Linked DNA regions of Sus scrofa: regions 2, 3 and 4 are each linked to region 1. Evidence: chromatin contacts called from public Hi-C and HiChIP or PLAC-seq data. All regions are on one chromosome and are shown on one strand. Each heading gives the region's core, a stretch centred on a gene start, on an enhancer-like site or on the middle of the called end of the contact. The rest is flanking DNA. Distances are from core to core; before and after follow the strand shown. Region 1 holds the start of NDUFB4 (NADH dehydrogenase [ubiquinone] 1 beta subcomplex subunit 4). Region 2 holds the start of LRRC58 (leucine-rich repeat-containing protein 58). Region 3 overlaps FSTL1 (follistatin-related protein 1). Region 4 holds the start of STXBP5L (syntaxin-binding protein 5-like).

The links. Hi-C and Micro-C count contacts between places; a contact is called where the count stands out from the background. HiChIP or PLAC-seq counts read pairs in DNA pulled down with a chosen protein or histone mark.
Region 2: a contact with region 1 is called in a Hi-C map of liver, with 4 times the contacts expected there. The contact joins the promoter of LRRC58 here to the promoter of NDUFB4 in region 1. A contact is called at or near these places in 7 of 47 Hi-C or Micro-C datasets (brain, fetal skeletal muscle, heart right ventricle and 2 more) and 2 of 2 datasets of contacts at active chromatin or transcription factors (alveolar macrophages and skeletal muscle).
Region 3: an H3K27ac HiChIP or PLAC-seq map of alveolar macrophages shows a contact between it and region 1. The contact joins the enhancer-like site here to the promoter of NDUFB4 in region 1. A contact is called at or near these places in 1 of 5 promoter capture datasets (liver), 5 of 47 Hi-C or Micro-C datasets (brain, embryonic fibroblasts, heart right ventricle and 1 more) and 2 of 2 datasets of contacts at active chromatin or transcription factors (alveolar macrophages and skeletal muscle).
Region 4: a contact with region 1 is called in an H3K27ac HiChIP or PLAC-seq map of alveolar macrophages. The contact joins the promoter of STXBP5L here to the promoter of NDUFB4 in region 1. A contact is called at or near these places in 1 of 47 Hi-C or Micro-C datasets (embryonic fibroblasts) and 1 of 2 datasets of contacts at active chromatin or transcription factors (alveolar macrophages).

Annotation. Positions count from the first base shown.
Region 1 is chr13:139,729,223-139,731,922 of Sscrofa11.1, forward strand. It overlaps NDUFB4 (NADH dehydrogenase [ubiquinone] 1 beta subcomplex subunit 4), which reads right to left and starts at 1,270. Exons shown (of 3, transcript XM_003361882.4): 1 at 1,028-1,270. The coding sequence starts at 1,207. All of the region lies in intron 2 of LOC102162379 (a long non-coding RNA gene), which reads left to right.
Region 2 is chr13:139,926,440-139,929,139 of Sscrofa11.1, forward strand. It overlaps LRRC58 (leucine-rich repeat-containing protein 58), which reads left to right and starts at 1,269. Exons shown (of 5, transcript XM_021070309.1): 1 at 1,269-1,901. The coding sequence starts at 1,402.
Region 3 is chr13:139,880,726-139,883,509 of Sscrofa11.1, forward strand. It overlaps FSTL1 (follistatin-related protein 1), which reads left to right. Exons shown (of 11, transcript XM_021070306.1): 3 at 2,329-2,433. Among named protein-coding and RNA genes, the nearest start is that of FSTL1, 35 kb to the left of the region's middle. Within about 2 kb of position 1,381, at least 36 of the 83 cell types and tissues checked have an H3K27ac peak or open chromatin away from gene starts, as enhancers often do. A contact at or near this core is called in alveolar macrophages and embryonic fibroblasts, where this site is marked.
Region 4 is chr13:139,489,814-139,492,513 of Sscrofa11.1, forward strand. It overlaps STXBP5L (syntaxin-binding protein 5-like), which reads right to left and starts at 1,414. Exons shown (of 30, transcript XM_021070287.1): 1 at 901-1,414.

The DNA of each region.
Region 1 (2,700 bases), core at 20-2,519:
CCCATGTCATCTTTCTCATCTGTAAAATGGGGATAGTAATAAAGTTTAAATCTTCAAATACCCATGATATTTGAATTTCAGAAAGTTTCAGTAATTCCTGGCACACCTGTAAATTTCCTTCAATCCTCACAACTTCCTAAAATTCCTACAAAATACCAATGCAACTGTTGGGAAAAAAACTTCTCTAAAAAATCATATTTACATATTTAAATAGCTCTTGTACAGAAAATTATCTTCTAGATAATAGCTATCGGTCTACTAGGCATGTTATAAGTGCTGGGAGCATTATACAGACTATCTCATTTAACCTCAAAAGGTTTCTATAAAGAATGTACTATCGTTTCCGTATATGAAAATTATAAAACTAAGGTTCAGAAGGGTTAGGGATTTTGCACAAGGTCATATAATTTGCCAATAGGTAGTGCCTTCGTGTCTGACTCCAAAGCCCAAAGCTTTAGCAAGCTGTAGGGTATCTGGATTATTAGAAGATGTAAACTGAAAAATCACTATATTCCCATCAGAACAGTATTTCTATGAACTGTGAACTGTAAAGTGGAAAACAGCTTTAAAACACCCCCCCCCCCATATTTTCTGAACACTCAGCACAAGCCAGGAACTGTGCTGGTGGGTCACGTGCCCCATCTCATTTAATCCTCATAAGAGCCTCGTAAAACAGGAAGTACTATATTATCCCCATTTTTCAGATAGGAAAACCAAAGCCAAGCAGCAGGGTTGAAAAGCTTTTCCATGATCACCCAGGCGAGAAGTGATCAAGCTGGGACTCAAACCCAGCCACTTGTGAACCCAGAACCCGTCCTCCTAACCGCTAAGCTATCCACCCAAGGTCAAAGGGCTAATGCCAAGGTCCTGCTCTCTGGGCCTGGAAGAGGACCTGTGTTTTAAAACACTCTTTGGAAACGGTGACCGCCCCGTGGCGTGGTCCCCCTTGGGCCGTCTAGGCTGCCGGGTCTGACGGGACCATCCGGACTCTGGCCCTCGATTCCCACCCGGCTGGCCCCTCACTCACGATGACCCCTAGGCGGTTAGGGTCGTTGTACTGGAGCAGGTACTCCCGCTTAAGCCGGGATCTTATGGCCAACCGCTCGGCTTGTGCCTTCCGGGTTTCCGGAGATATGTCGTATTCAGCTGGGTCGAGAGTAGCTGGCAGGGTTGCCAGGCGGGAAGGCTTGTATTTTGGGAACGACATCTTGGCAACCCGGCGCACAAACGCGCCTGCGGGGCCCCGAGGCCCGCCCCCTACGTGCTGACCTTTGTCCTGAGGAAGTGCGCCTGCGTGTTAGCAAGAGGCGGAAACGGTTTAGCATGTACAGCTTTTTAACCTTCCTCTGTCCCCGGCGCTAGTAGCGATCTGCGCATGCGCAAGGTACTTTCCTCGCCTTCCCCCGCCCTCTCCTTTTCCTACCGCTGTGGAAAGTCTCGCTTCTTGTCCGTGCTTGCAGCTCTAGCTTTACTGACCCTGAAGGGCACATTCTGTGAAGTTGAGTTAGCAGAGAGGAGAAATGGGACCGACTGTGGAATTCTCTTTTAGTACAAGTCCATCTCTCTGACCTGGGGAAGTCACTTAACTTCTCGGAGTTTCCTCTTCCTTATCCTGGAGATTATGATCCCTATTCTGTCTGCCTAGCAAAACTCATGTGAGGATTAAATAAAATAATGAATAGATGCAACATACTTTGCAAAATATTCCTTATCCAAGAAAAAGAAAAACCAAATCTTAGTTACAACACTGAAACCTTTTAGTAAAATCCTTACCATTCTTCAGATGCTAAGATTAAAAAACATCCATAGAAATATGAAAATAAGCATAGGAGCATTTTATCTTACTGTGAAAGATAGTTTGGGGGGAAGAGTGAGGATAACCTTAAAGGGAATGTTCTCCATCCCTACCATCCTTCTCCTTTCCCCACTATCACCAAAGAAAAAGGGCTACTTCAAGTTGCAAGGCAGGTTCTTTGGGTACCAAGCAGATATTCCTTAGGGGAAAACATGTAAACAATATTTCCATAACTCAGGCAAGGAAAGTGGATCAAAAGTTAACTTCAGCTTGGATGAACCATCTGGGGACATGTAGAAATGTTGCGAAATGGTTGCTAAGCAGAGAAGGGACCTAGAAAGTGTTGGCACTTGACGTGATGAGGAGCAGCACTGCTGTCAAATTTATTCAACATTTTAATACTGTTTTTAAATATTTATTAAGCACTCACTGCATGAAGCATCCTGCACACTAGTCAGTCAATCTTCTAGGCTGAGTGGGAAAAACAAAAATGAAAGATGAGGTGATTGTCTCTGAGGAGCTGACAATCCCGGCAGTACAGAAAGAATAGACAGAATATGATAATATTTGCTAAGCAGTTTACTGTCCAAATGAATATATAGAAAAATGGGCTCAGAAGAATGGAGACTGAGGGAATGTAGAAGAAAGAAATTTTTTGTTGTTGTTGTTTTTTTTTTTTTTTTTTTTGTCTTTTTGCTATTTCTTTGGGCCACTCCTGCGGCATATGGAGGTTCCCAGGGTAGGGGTCCAGTCGGAGCTGTAGCCACTGGCCTACGCCAGAGCCACAGCAACACGGGATCCGAACCGCGTCTGCGACCTACACTACAGCTCACAGCAACGCCGGATCCTTAACCCACTGAGCAAGGCCAGGGATCAAACCCGCAACCTCATGGTTCCTAGTCGGA
Region 2 (2,700 bases), core at 19-2,518, 200 kb after region 1:
ACGGGAACTCCCGTATTATTTTAAACATTTGCAATTTTCACACACTAGGTTCCTGCCAGAATGTTATCTTGATCCCAAGTAAAGTCTACTTTTTAAAAGGACCCTTTCAAAACAGGTTTCAAATTCAGGACACTCCATTGGTTTTAAAAACACTCCATCCCTGCTTTAAACTCACAAAGTGTATCCTCCCATAACCATAAATCAATCAGAAATTAAGTTAAAGTTTGGCAGGAGGTAAAAAGCATAATTTCTCACACAAATAACCGGCAAGAAAAAAGTTAACTTTATTCTTTTTAGGAAGAAAGCAATTTAATAGCACTGGTTATATACAATCGTCTAACATTTTTATGCATAAGCTTTGTAAAAAAATACACTAAATATTTTCATTTCTATCCATGACTTTTCAAAATTATAAAAATTTCAGAAAAAAACCGACTTTAGGGTAAGGGCGAAAACAGGTTTAGAAGTACTACATGAAAGCCAGAATCAGGACTTTTCCAGTTAAATTGAAGTTTTAACCTGAAGTAAAATCTCAATGCTTTCTGGGTTAAACTGATCAATTAATTTGAGCTATTTCAAATTAACGAAAACTCAGCCATGGCTCCCAAATTCATTTCCAGCCACTGCAACTTAAACCAAAAACCACAGAAGTGCTTCTACAGCTAAAATGGTGAAATGTTCTTGACACACATTCCTTTAAAAAAAAAAATCCTCTAGGGCAAGCAGGCCAAGGATTAGCCATATTTTTTTTGGATGGAGAAACTGAAATCAAATCCCCTGTCCGAGGAAACAAAGTTATTTAACAGCAGAACCCGAGGTAAGATCCAAGAGTCCCGATTTCTAGTTCAGCTGCCTTCGCGCTTTTAAGTCGGCTTGGTCAATCCCGGGACTTTGAATTCCCGGGTCTTGCTGTCATGCAACTGAATCATCACTAAAGTCCTGAGTCCTCGCTGGCTCCCGCAGACCAGGGGCCCCCACTCCGAAACCAGGGCCTCAGAAGGCGGTGCACCGTCACGCGCGAACCCTCAAAGCCAAATAACCAAACTGTCCTCGGACTGTTTACCGAGGCCACCCTGGAATTCGGGGACAGGTCACCAGACTTCAAGAACTATAGAACACGACTGCCCGGACCCAGCCGGGCTCAGAGAGTAAGCCGAGCACTGACTGCTCTCTGCCCCCGCCCGGCTCATGGGATCCTTGCGGCGCGCCGCGCGAGACGGAGTCCGGCCCTTGAGCGGCGCGCGCACCCCGCCTCCTAGCGTCGCGTGACTCCGCGGGGGGGGAGGGGGGCCGGGGTTAGCGCCCGCCCGCGCCACTTCCGACGCAGCCCTCGGTTCAGGTTCCGGGGCGCCGCGGAGCTCCCGGCCTGTGGGTCGCGCTCTGCGCGACGCGGTGGCCGGGATGCAGGAGGCCGGAGCGCCGGTGGCCACGGCCGGGGAGGCCGAGCTGAACTTGTCCCGCCTCAGCGTTTCTCCCGAGACGCTGGAGTCGGAGTTGGAGGCGCGGGGCGAGGAGCGGCGCGGAACGCGGGAGGCGCTGCTACGGCTGCTGCTGCCGCACAACCGTCTGGTGTCGCTGCCGCGGGCGCTGGGCAGCGGCTTCCCGCACCTCCAACTGTTGGACGTGAGCGGCAACGCGTTGACCGCGCTGGGGCCGGAGCTGCTAGCGCTGAGCGGCCTGCGCACGCTGCTGGCCAAGAATAACCGTCTCGGCGGGCCCGGCGCGCTGCCCAAGGGCCTGGCCCAGTCGCCGCTCTGCCGCAGCCTCCAGGTGCTCAACCTCAGCGGGAACTGTTTCCAGGAGGTGCCCACCTCGGTGCTGGAGCTGCGTGCGCTGCAGACCCTCAGCCTTGGCGGCAACCAGCTTCAGAGCATCCCGGCTGAGATCGAAAATTTGAGGAGGTGAGCGGGTGCCGGCCTGCCCGAGAGTAGGGAGGCCCCAGCACAGGGTCGAGGGTGGGTGTCCCGAGGCCCCGGTAGTTCCGGGGCCCTGCGCCTGGTCTTGGCGCCCGTTGGTTGTCACGTAACTCTCTCAGTCCAGGCTCTTGAACTCTTTGGCTGCCCTGCCAACTCAGTGAGTTGTACTGAGGAGCTGATAGGATCATGGGTGTGACAGCGTTTGGTTTGTTGTGTTTGCGCTGTGCAGATTTTCGAGATATTTTTTCTGTTTTTCTGGGGTCACTGGAAGTGATCTGAACTGAGCATATACTCAAACATATGTAAATCTGAGGTTGTCACTTAATTGCTCCGGAGTCTTGGGTGGTTTTCCATGCCTGTAGATCAAAGTTTATGTCCTGTAAAGTGACATACAAAGGAACTCTGATCTGATCCCTGCTTGCCACTGCGTTACCTACTCTGTCTTCTCCTTGGCAATACCAGCAATACTATTTGTGGAATTCAGTAAGGTGTGCACTTTACCAGCAGCTTGTAGGCTCTCACTAAATGTGTGTTGAATGGATACAGTGCCTCTGTACATTGTTGTTCCTTTTGCCTAGAATGTTGCTTGCACTGGACAGACCCCTGCTCATCCTTAAAACCTGTTTTGAGGGTCATTTTTTGTTGTTTGTTTCCTTCTGTTACTACTTCCTGGACAACAATTATAATTGTCTAAACTGTACTTCTTGGGAACCATTCATCCTACCGCTGCACTTACCTTATTGATTATAATTCCTTGTTTACAGGTCCGCCTCATCTGCTAGAT
Region 3 (2,784 bases), core at 131-2,630, 150 kb after region 1:
CCGTGGGTGCAGCCCTAAAAAAGACAAAAAAGAGGAAAAAAAAGTTTCCTCATCTATAAAATGTAGTTAATATGCATGTTTTTGCAGGGTTATCCACAATAAGAGGAAAGTGTATGTGTGAAAACATTCTGCAAGTTTTAATAGTGCTATCAAATATTAGTCATTGTATTTTAGGTAAAGAGTATTTCTTCAAATGGATTTTTTAGAATTATTTCTAAAAAATGACGAGTTGAATTTGATCTATAAGTAAAAGCTTTTATTATGAATACTCACTAAAAACAAACATAAGATAAAAAGAGGCTCTATAAATGCCACAAGTTATTTATTCTGCAGGAAGTTCTTTAAGCATTAATATGAGTAACACTTCACGGGCAACTTGTTTCATAGTTTATGACACAATTCCAAATATATTATCTCATTTTATCTTGACAAGGCAGGGCTAGTATTTACCCCTACTTTACAGATGAGGAAACAGGCTCAGAGCATTAAAGTGCCTTATTATGGACGAAGAGCTAGTAAGTGATAACGGTTTGTGAGTATCTGCTTATGGGGCCATGTGTTGGTGTGTCTTGGAGTGTAGACATGCATACGTCTGAGCATGTTTTTTTATGCAGTAGTGTGTCTTTAACTCATGTGACAGATTCATGAAGGACATGTATTTGTATCTCTCAACATGTTTCATAAAGGGGGAGAGGAGAAAGTCCTAGCTGAGTTGTTCTGTTGGTTTTTTTTTTAACAATGATCAGTGACAGCCTTTTCCTTTTTTCTTCTTTTTCCCCTTCCTTTTCATTTTTAGAGCTGTTTTTCATTCCCAAGCACAGTTTCCAAGAAGGTCTTGCCTGGAGAATATGTGCAATTTTATCTCCACTCCTGGTTTAGGAAACAACAGCTTTCCAGTACCCCCAGCCTTCTGGGAATTACTTCCTCTTTTTTTCTTTTTTTCGCTGCCTGCCAGCTTTATTGAATTCCCCTTAGCAACATCCAAAAAAGAATGGGTTTAGCAACAGCCTGTGAACCAATGAAACGTGAGCATGGCCCGGGTTTCTAGACCAATGGGAGGGAGCTCTGCGTGCCCTTCAAGCTCGCTCGGAGAGAAAATAACCTGGAGTTTGCAAAGCAGCCTCCAGGTGGCAGCAGACCAACTGTATTGGACACAGACCCTCAGATCTCACATCTACTTTGTTTTTTGCTTTCTTTGACCTGTTCTTGGACTCAAAACGTTTGACCACTATAAGGATTTTACAGTTACAAGCTTTTTGGGTATGAGCTTTCTACATGACGTGGTAGACCTCGCCTGAAGGCTGGAATCTTAGATTCTATCCCTGCCCTTACTATGGCCAGTTGCATGACCTTTGTTGGTTCTGTCACAGCCAGTGCTACCTCAGTAGGCACAAGCCTGGAGGTCCCAGGTGACTACCTGCCCAGACAGTCAGGAAAAGGGCTGGAGGAATCACATTCTCTTTCATTCAACTGCCACTCCTGAATGGCAGATGGAGTGGGGCTGGCTTTCTGCCACCATTTAATATGAGGGAAGGACTGTGTCACTGACAGGTTACTGCCTGCAAATGCTCACATTCTTGGTGGCATAGGCTGGGACCATTCCCTGCCTTTTCAGTTTTGCTACATATGTATGAACACAAATGTCTAACCACAAGTGGTTTGAAAACAGTTCTGTTAAGTGATTCAGCCCCCTTGGTTCTCTGAAGCCAGAGGCAGATATGGACAGGGGGCTGAATAGGACCATGTCGAATAATAGCAGATCCGTGTTTCTGATGGTTTAGCCATCCTTCTCTCGCCTTTTGAGATAGCAGAACCCTAGTCAGTGAGACTTTGGTCCTTTTGATATGTGTATTTCTCTCAAGCATTTCCACTTCTGCCTGGTTTACTCTTCTCATCCTTTAGGACCTATCTTCAGAAAGTCTCCTTTGATTCTCACCCTCCCACTGTTACACTTACGCATTGCTTTCTGGAAGTCTCTGTTGTGTTTCCACGTGAGGACAGGGACAGTCTTTATATCTCCAGACCTTAGCCTAGTACTGTCCTTTAATGGGTGCTCAGTTAACATTTTTAGAAGAAAGCATGCAAGGAGGAAATTTGCTCTATAAGAAGCACTCTTGGGCACTCAGAAGTAACTGGACCTGAGCAGGAGCAGTGCCAGCAAGATGGATGCTGGCAGTTGGCAACAGCTTCTGGCTGTTCAGGACCCTTCAGCACCATGAGTCTTCACTCCAGACCACAGCCCAAGCCTGAGAGATAATTACCACCATTGGCTTATCCAGAGATGGACTCATCTCAGTGACAGAGTTTCTTTTTGATTTTGTGTTTTAGGAAGAGCCAAGGAGCAAATCCAAGATCTGTGCCAATGTGTTTTGTGGAGCCGGCCGGGAATGTGCAGTCACAGAGAAGGGAGAGCCCACTTGCCTCTGTATTGAGGTAAGTCCTAAGGTCGGAAGCCAGAGGACAGTGGCCAAGGCAGGTGTGGTTACCTTGCTGGAGCTACCAGTCAGCAGTGCCCATGATTTCATTATCTTTATAAAAGCACACCTTGTGTATTTGAAAGAAGTGAAAATTTTATCTCAGAAGGTAAAAATCAGATGTGAATGTAGGGATACTTTTCTTTTTAAACACTACTTACCTTTATAAGATTTTTAAATTACAAAATTAACAGTTGCTTTATATAAGTCGATAGTAGAGACATTTATACAAACATAAAATTAATAATCTTTCCCGTAACCCTCAAATCCCATTGGTCTTAGGTAACTGGTGTTAAGAGTTCAGTATATA
Region 4 (2,700 bases), core at 164-2,663, 240 kb before region 1:
ATTGCTCCAGCCATCTTAGGTAATTCACAAAAGAATGTGACATTTGTTCTAACAGTGCTTCTGTTTGATCCAGTTTTGTGGTTTTGCAAATTTTATTTAGCAGTAGAATCCTCTACTAAAAAGATCTTACAATAGAAGACTGAATCAGTCACAGCACTAGCTTGGAAAATTCAAACATAGTTGGAAAACTGAATAAGGGTGAGTGAAGAGGTTTTAATGAAGGGGCTATTCACAAAAGCTGGGTGTGGGTAAAGAGAGACCAGCAAGGCATGGTAAAAATAAGGCAGGGCTAGCCACAGTGGGACGGCATGGCCAGCCCAGGCTGAATGGGGAAAGGAGAGTGGGCAGAATTGTTACAAGAACCTGGCAAGAACTGTAGCTATAGGAAGGCACCACCTGGTAGAAGCTGTGGACTTTGATAGAGGAATGTAGCCCTTGCCAAGCCACAGCCTAGAAGGGGAGTAGTCACGGGAATGAATACCCCTGATTCTCAGTCCTGTGCCCTTCAGCCTCCCGCTGCTCCTCCCATTGGCTGAGCCATGCTCCAGGGCAAGGAAGCTGAAATGATGCAGTCCAGAAAACAAGCTTCCTAGGGATGGAGAAGGGCAGAGAATGGATTTAAACAGGCAAACAGAGACTATCCAGTGCAAAACCAAATATGCAAACTCATAAAGCAGAGCTTCTCTTGTTGAATTGGGGTGAGGGTGGGGTTCAGAGCCTGCCAGCTTGCCTTGCTCTTCTCTAACTCACAGTGACCACAGTGATCTCTAGGGCAACGTCCTTGAAACCTACTGTTCTGGTCTACTCCTTATGTTATCAATATCTAAATCACAATCAACAACAGGTCTGTATGCTTTGCACAAATACACTATACATGTAGATAAGATAACATGGACTTACCTTAGGACAGTGCGAGGCAGCAGACATGTCCCTGAACCATCAGTCAGGGGCCCAGGTTCTGAAAAGAGTCGTTTGTATGCACACATGATCATACGGAGGGACCTGTGAATCTGGAGACCTGAGTGCTGAATGAAATGTCTACAGGATGTATATATGGTTCCAGGTGAGAATGATAGACCCCTGAGGACGGCTTTGGCTTTATAGGCTAAGGGGCTTCCTTTGAGTAGCCTCATCTACTATTAAGTAGAACCCTCCCGAAGAGATTCACATTTAAGTTTCTTTGTCCATCAGATTAGAGAGAGGACTTTATATCCAAATACACTGAAATAAGTAGTTATTCACAAGGACAAATAAGGAGATGAATGGGAGGGGAGATGGGATAAAAGGTCGTTGGGAAGAGGGTTAGGTGGACATGAGAATTGATGAATCAGAAAAGTGACCACAGAGTGCCCATCACAAAACACAAAACCTAATGCTGTTACTGGCAGCTGAGAAGCAATACCCTCCAAATGTGCTCTGAAGTCTGAATCACAGCCTGGCCTCCTCAGCGGGGGCTGCTGCAGGTCCGTCCGTCATTGGGCAGAGCCGCTGAGCACACCCTCTGCTGCTATGCAGAGAAGTCTGACTAGAGAAGCCAAAACTAGGATGGAGATGGGCGGGGGTGGAGAGGCGCCAGCACACAGGAGCCAGACAGCCAGATATTCTGTCACTGGTGCTGCCACTTAAATCTCTTGGTTCACTGGAGAGAGGCTTTTTTGGGGGGTGGGGGTGGGGGTGCTTGTAATCCCAATAGCTACAGTGGCCTTCATGGGAACAAAAATAAGCTGAGTTGAGGAGAAAGATCACAGCTGTTCTTTCCTTTCTGAGGAGTCTCCAAATCTCTTCTTTTATTACGTGTTGATGCAGCTTCCCAACCAAGAAGAGCACAGGTTACGTCTTCGACAGGCACACGCTAGAGAGCAAGGTGTTATGAGATGCAGCCTATCCCGACCCTATATCCCCTCCATGCTACTGCCCCTGGCCCTGCCCCCTCACTGTGTCTCTCCTCTAGATTGGTTTAAATTACTGATATAAAACATTTGTCACACAGGAGATAGACTCAGCTCATTTTACACATATTATCACATTTAGTCCTCAAAGTAACATTATGAAGTAGGTACTGTGATTCCCATATTCAGATAGGGACATTAGGATTTGGGGACTCCAAGAAAATCAGTAAATAAATGGCAGGTTTGGAGTTTCCATCATGGTGCAACGGAAACGAATCTGACTAGGAACCGTGAGGTTGCGGGTTTTTTCCCTGGCCTCACTCAGTGGGTTAAGGATCCTGCGTTGCCCTGAGCTGTGGTGTAGGTCACAGACGTGGCTCAGATCCCACGTTGCTGTGGCTCTGGCATAAGCTGGCAGCTACATCTCTGATTCGACCCCTAACCTGGGAACATCCATATGCCTTGGGTGCAGCCCTAAAAAGATAAAAGACAAAAATGAATAAATAAATGGCAGGCTGGAGTTTGAACCTCAGTAGCCTGATTCAGTATCTGTACACTTAACCACTAGACCACCCTATCTTGTCCTTACATGGACAAAGGCTTTGCTTCTTCTGTTCTCTGAACCAGCCTGACCTCCATGTGTCTGACTTCAGACTTAATCTTTGATTTCTAATTATTTCCTTTGTCACAGATGCTGAGGAGGGAAGGGTAGATCCACCTCACCTGGCTTCTCTTTCTCCTAATGAGAGCCTGTTGGAGGGTCGTCCTAAGGAGCAGCAGGTTCTGGGTCAGTGAGGGAAGAAGCACTCAG